Linked DNA regions of Zea mays: region 1 is linked to region 2. Evidence: chromatin contacts called from public Hi-C data. All regions are on one chromosome and are shown on one strand. The core of a region is the stretch at or near the end of the contact, and the rest is flanking DNA. Distances in the headings are between cores, read along the strand shown.

Evidence for each region. Hi-C and Micro-C count contacts between places; a contact is called where the count stands out from the background.
Region 1: a contact with region 2 is called in a Hi-C map of ear, with 2.1 times the contacts expected there. The contact joins the promoter of LOC103653343 here to the promoter of LOC100282711 in region 2. A contact is called at or near these places in 5 of 25 Hi-C or Micro-C datasets (bundle sheath, ear, endosperm and 2 more).

What each region holds. Positions count from the first base shown.
Region 1 is chr3:3,370,094-3,373,225 of Zm-B73-REFERENCE-NAM-5.0, reverse strand. LOC103653343 (TPR repeat-containing thioredoxin TTL1) reads left to right here and starts at 1,375. Exons shown (of 7, transcript XM_008680270.3): 1 at 1,375-2,623. The coding sequence starts at 1,791.
Region 2 is chr3:3,158,853-3,161,858 of Zm-B73-REFERENCE-NAM-5.0, reverse strand. It overlaps LOC100282711, which reads left to right and starts at 1,413. Exons shown (of 7, transcript NM_001155618.1): 1 at 1,413-1,619. The coding sequence starts at 1,489.

The sequences.
Region 1 (3,132 bases), core at 126-2,625, 210 kb before region 2:
CCATATATTTGACACACTTCTATGATTTTTTATGTATGGCCCTGAATGTTATTTAATTTCACACTAACAATATAATCGAAGTAATTGGGCAAAAGAATATTCTAAAAACATCATTAGAAATACAATTTTATGTGTAGTGCCATAACTTGGCAAGTATAAAAGCTATGAGATAGTTCCTAAGTTGAGACTACCCTCACAACAACCACATACACATATAATTTGATAGAAGTTTTGAGTTTTGATATAGATACCTTGCATTTTTTTTATTATTCTAGGCTTTGATACTTAAAATTGATAAATACATGTAGGTTTGTGTGGACTACATAGTTTCCTAGTAAAAGTATTTGCTAAGAACTTGTTCAGTTGCACAAGAATCAAAGGGGATCAAGATGTATTAAATCTATTTATATTTAATTTTGATAAGGAAGAGATTTAATCCTCTCTAATTTTCTTCAATTTCTTTCCAATTTAACAAGCCCTAGTAGGCGCTTTGCATTAGGTAGTATCGAGTTTTAAAGAGGAACAAAGGCGAAAGTAAGAGGATTAACATCACAACTAAGCTAAGAGGTAGCTCGGGTTCATCAATTCACGTGTTAATAAAGTGCGTTTGCCTTAACGGTTTGTTGGCATTTGACAATTATCTTATTGTTATGATCCAAACTGGCCTGCTTGTTAAATTCAAGGGTCTGTATGGGAACTCTTTCTAAAAAACACATATTATAATACCATAGTTTATTGTATACCAGGATATAACTATGATATATTTTACTTAGTCCAATTTAACATCTGTGTAGAGACATAATATTTTAGTTATAGTGTAGGAGAAAAGAAGACTGTAACTACCAAAAATATCGTGGTATTGGTAAAATCATGGTTTAAAATAAGAGTTTTTAGATGTGCTCCTAAACGTCTTTTGATCTAAAATATCATGATATGCTTAAATACCATGATATTATCTTGGGACTAAGAAAATATTATGCTCCTAAACATACCATAAAAGGTAGGATTTGCCGATACTAAGTACCCTCGTCCCTCCCAAAAACATTAACGACATCCGAAGTGGTCATAGATGCCCTTTTTAATTTGAAGCTAGCCGAGTTCTGTAAGACTATCTTCGATAGATAGTGTAAAATATAGAACACATAACTATAAACAATGTTACACCCGTAAATTATTGTGGGTCACAAATTATAATTTCATTGTATTTTTTTTTCTAGCGAGTCAAATCGAATTGGTCGAGTCGAATAGTCCATAATCAGACCTATTTGCATAGAGGTAACACCCGATTCCGATAGACCGGCCCACTCAAACCAAAACACATGTCGATGTAGGTGTCTTTTGTTTTGAAATCAGCCGTGAAGCCGTCTCCATGAAAGACCAAGACAATGCGGACGCGTCGTCGGCGTCGGCGTCAGCCGACGGAACGGAAGAAGCGGGCCTTTGTTTCGGGAGGGCGGCCCGCGTGCTGCTGGTGTTTTACTGGCTGATTACTGCTGCTGCTGCCGCCGCCCACGGCCGTCGGTCTCGCGCAGGGCAAATCTACCCCGCTCGCTCGGGCTCGGGCCGCCCCACCCACCCACCCCACCACGCCTCCTCGAGCTTCATCATCATTCCTTGCTTCCTCCCTGCCCTCCTCCCTCTTCCGCTTCCGCTTCCCGAGATCCCCATCCGGCCACCCCCATCCTCTGACCGCACCTCCATGCCGCACTAGCTCGCCCGCCCACTCTCCACCCAGCACCCGCCGCGCAGCGAGATCCAGCGCCGCCCGCTCCCCGCAGGTGCTCGGCGGAATGTCCCACCGCCCGCCGGCGCCAATGCCGGACACCCTCTCGGACGCCTTCGCCGCCGCGGTGCTCCTCTCCTCCACCGACAAGCCGGACACGCTGCCCCCGGGGAGGCTCTCGCCCGTCTCCCCGCTCCCGCACTCCTCCAAGCACGGGCACCACCACCCGACCCCGAGCTCCTCCTCGGGCTCCTCCGGCTCCGTCTCCCGGGCCCCGCTCGCGCCCGCCTCCGGCCTCGCCTCGCGCCGGAGCCACTCCGGCGAGATCCCGCTCCCTTCCGAGGCGCCCCCGCGCCACCGCCGCACAGGCTCCGGCCCACTCATCTTCACATCCGGCGCGTGCTCCAGCTCCGCCACCTCGCCGCTCACCAACGCGCTCCCCGCGGGCAACATCTGTCCCTCCGGCCGCCTCGCCAAACCGCTCCCGTCCCCCTGCCCCGTCGCGACCCCGCCGCCCCGCGCCTCCCGCCACGACGTGCTCGGCTCCGGGACCGCCAACTACGGCCACGGGAGCATCGTCCGCTCCCGCGGCGGGGGCGCCGTGCCCGCCGCCACCGACGACGACGCGGTCCTCAGGCGCGCCATGTCGGCCGCCGACCCCGAGGAGGTCAAGAGGGCCGGGAACGACCTATACAGGAAGGGCTGCTTCGAGGGGGCCCTCAGGCTCTACGACCGCGCCCTCGCCCTCTGCCCCGACAATGCTGCGTGCCGGGGCAACCGCGCCGCCGCTCTCATTGGCCTCGACCGCCTCGGCGAAGCCGTCAAGGAGTGTGAGGAGGCGCTACGGATTGATCCGTCCTACGGCCGCGCGCACCACCGCCTCGCGTCGCTGCATATAAGGTGAATGGATTGCTTGGGCCTTGGGGTGGTGGCCGGCACAGAGATTGCTTCTCGGATCTGATGCAACTTCTTTTCTACAGAATGGGCTTGCTTTGCTCCACCGATCTCATCCTCAGCTAAATAAAAAATACTAGAGTGATCTGCCACCATTATGTATCTCGAGTTCGAATCTAAACTTTGCTATTTTTAGCAGAGCTTGCGAAAACGGTCATGGGGTATGTTGCTTCAGTATTGGTTGCTCATGGTCACGGAGTGAGGACTATTTCCACAATAGGCTCAATGTTTTTTTTGTTAGCAGAGGATCGTACTTTAGAGCGTTACTAGTTTCCTTTCCATGTGGTACCGGGTTCATTTGACTATCGAACACTGCCTTGTGTGTCGCTCTCCATCCCCTTCATAGTTCGGGATTAGTGGATTTTCTTCTTTCCAGACAACTACTAATTGCTTGTTTGGTACAAAGCTGCAAATAGTAAACATATAGAGGGTCACTGCAGCCCTATTTTCTAGTC
Region 2 (3,006 bases), core at 164-2,663:
GCCGCGTGTGGGGCTGAGGCGGCCGAGCCCCGCAGCTGGTCGGTAGATGCCGATCCGTGTCGCTGCTTCTGATGATCTGATGCGTGCGAGCTTCGTTTGTTTATTTTGGCCCCCGGACACGTCTGTGGTCCGTCGCGACGTGGGATGCTCGTCCGAACGTAGTATTTGATACTCCTTTATATGTCAATGATACTTTAAATTACAAATGAAGTATTCTTAACATGTAACAATTGAAATCATATATATGTGCGCGCTGAAACTTAAAATCAACTTAGTGTAATATGTAATCAGTGATTTACGTATCTATCGAATTGTATTAATCGGTGGTTTTCAATTGGTATTTTTCGTATTTGGTCGCTAGTTGTACAATCCATACTTGTGCAATTTTCATGTTACCTCTTGTTATGACAAGTCATCCGAAGGTCCTCAAAAACACAATTAATCATTGATGGTTAGCACATCCTTAAGTTTTACAGGTGCTTGGGAGTTGAATACATTTGGAGTAGAACAAGGAGAAATACGAAGATGTTTAGCTTCGTCACAATTACATAAAGAAATGAAAGCAGAAGTGGAATAAGGCTAGGAGAAGGTGCTTACAAGACTCTATAGCCAAAACCATAAAAGATAGAAGACAATTTTACCCCTACGTCATTTGTTAAGGGGTCTAGAAGTCCCATTCATCTCTACCGAGGAGACGCGGCAGGTTAACACTATGATGGCTTTACAAAGTTTTACTAGCTTCAGAAAATCTGTTATGGTTTTTGAGAGAGAGCAATATAAGAATCCCCCGTCTGAAACAATAAACTTTGTGAGAGATGTAGTAGATGTTTTTCCTGTCGTAGATGTAGGCACAAACACATATCTGTTGTAGTGGTAGCTACTGCTTGCATTGGCTTGAGAGGTCGTGGGTTTGAATCTCCTTATGACTATGTGTTTTTTTATTTTAGCTAGACGTGAGCTGTGTGGAGAATGAGAATGGTGTGAGGTGTGCGTGGGAACGAGAATGAGTGTAGGCTGTGCAGCGAGTGCAGAACAGGAAAAGCAAAATAAGGAATGAGAAATTAAGAATAGTGAATGACAGAGTATCCTTCTGTTTTAATAAGTACTAGCATTCAAAAAGAGAAAAAGACGAGGCCTGTTCACGATGCTCTGGCAGTATCAGTGAATCAGTCATCTAGCGGGCTGCACGGGTGGGTCACGACTCTCGACAGCCAGTGGACTGGCCCATCTAAGCCCATGGCACCACAAGTACGCGGGCCACTTACGCAACTGGTCGCAATGGGCCAGTCGGTCTTTTTCCTTCCCCTCCGCCGCCAAATCGCCAATGCTTCCTCGTGTGCCCGGCGCCCCGGCCCTCCTGTCGCCCTTGCTGTCTCGGGAGTCGGGGCCCCGTAAAAAAGGCAAACTCGACCCCGCGACCGCTTCCTCTGCTCCTCTTCCTCCTCTCCTCTCGCATCCGCAGCTTCCCCAGCCAGCTAGGGTTTGCAGATGACGACCGCGGCGCGCCCCACCTGGGCGCCGGCCAAGGGCGGCAACGAGCAGGGGGGCACCCGCATCTTCGGCCCCTCCCAGAAGTTCTCCTCCCGCGACCTCGCCGCGCACACCTCCCTCAAGCCAAGGTACTCTCTCTCTCTCTCTATCCCACCTCTCTCTCTGCGACCTCTATCTGTTCGTGGAACCGAGTCGTCCTCGCTGCATGGACTCTCTTACCTGTCCAGACAGCTCGTTCATAGACGCTTTCTTCTTCTTTGTCCCCATAACCATAACCAATCTTTTCATCGGTTGGGGCCCGGGATTTTCGATCTGGTTCCCAGCTCCCCGATTAGAGCGCCTGCCGTCGGTTCGATGCTACCACGAGATAGTCGCCATGGTGTGGCCGCCTTGTACACCGGTGTCCAACCTTGGCTTTCAGAATTTCGCGCTTGCCCGCCCCAATTGTCAAGTACAGGATGCTTAATCTTGCCTGACAGCCTTTTTTGTACCACGTGTTATCTACTATCACTACTTATAAATATCGAGTTACATCAAGTGCTTGTGTTAATGTTTCAGAAACAGTATGCCTTTAGTGCCGCGAGGTATATTGAATTAGTAACAAGAGGTCATGGTTTTGATTTCTTCCAGCATCATTCTCTTTTCCTACATCTGTTCGGAGTCGCTTTACTCCTATACTTACATTACAGCCACCACTACTTCAATAGATTAAGATGCTATTCAGTGCAAATTAATGCCTTCCACCTGTATCTGTATGTTGATTGTTGTGTTTGTTTGATAATTCATTTGACTTAACATATTGTTATTTCTATTTGGGGGTTGGAAACACCATGGTTCTCTCAGGTCATCAGCCCCCACCACAAAAAAAAAACAGTTCTTACAAAACATGCTATGCTGAAATATTAGCTAATCTTTGTAAGTCCAAGTGTCCATCATCAAACGAATGCCTGCAGAGTCTACCAAAATAATTGTCTGGATATTGAAACTGAAATCCAGCAGGACCAGTGGCTGGGGAAGAATCTGACAGAAAGTTCATTAATCCTAATCCATGTAAAGATGTTATATTATCCTTTTTGAGTTTGGATCCTGTTGCCTAGTTAACTACACAAAGCAAATCATTTTTGGGATCCTGACTTTTTCCCCCTAAATGGCCAAGAACGAATTTCATTGCGATTGTAACAAAATTACAAAGTTGCACATGGCGCAGAAACCAAAACAGAATTACTTCTAGAAGCAAATGCATTGAAGAGAAAAATCACACAGGGTCAAAGGGATCTAACTCAAAGACGACACCCGCTCCTACAACTATAAACACAAGTAACAACGAAATGTTACACCAAAAAACACCCCCAGACACTTATGGGTGTTCAAAACAGGGCAGCAGCCCGCACGGCTCACAGGTGGGAAACACTCAAAACCTCTCTCAGCTAACCAACATAGAGCACTAACTGATGGTCTTCATGAATTTACTCCTAATATCTCTATATTGGGCTCCTCCCAAAAGTCTAAAAGCCC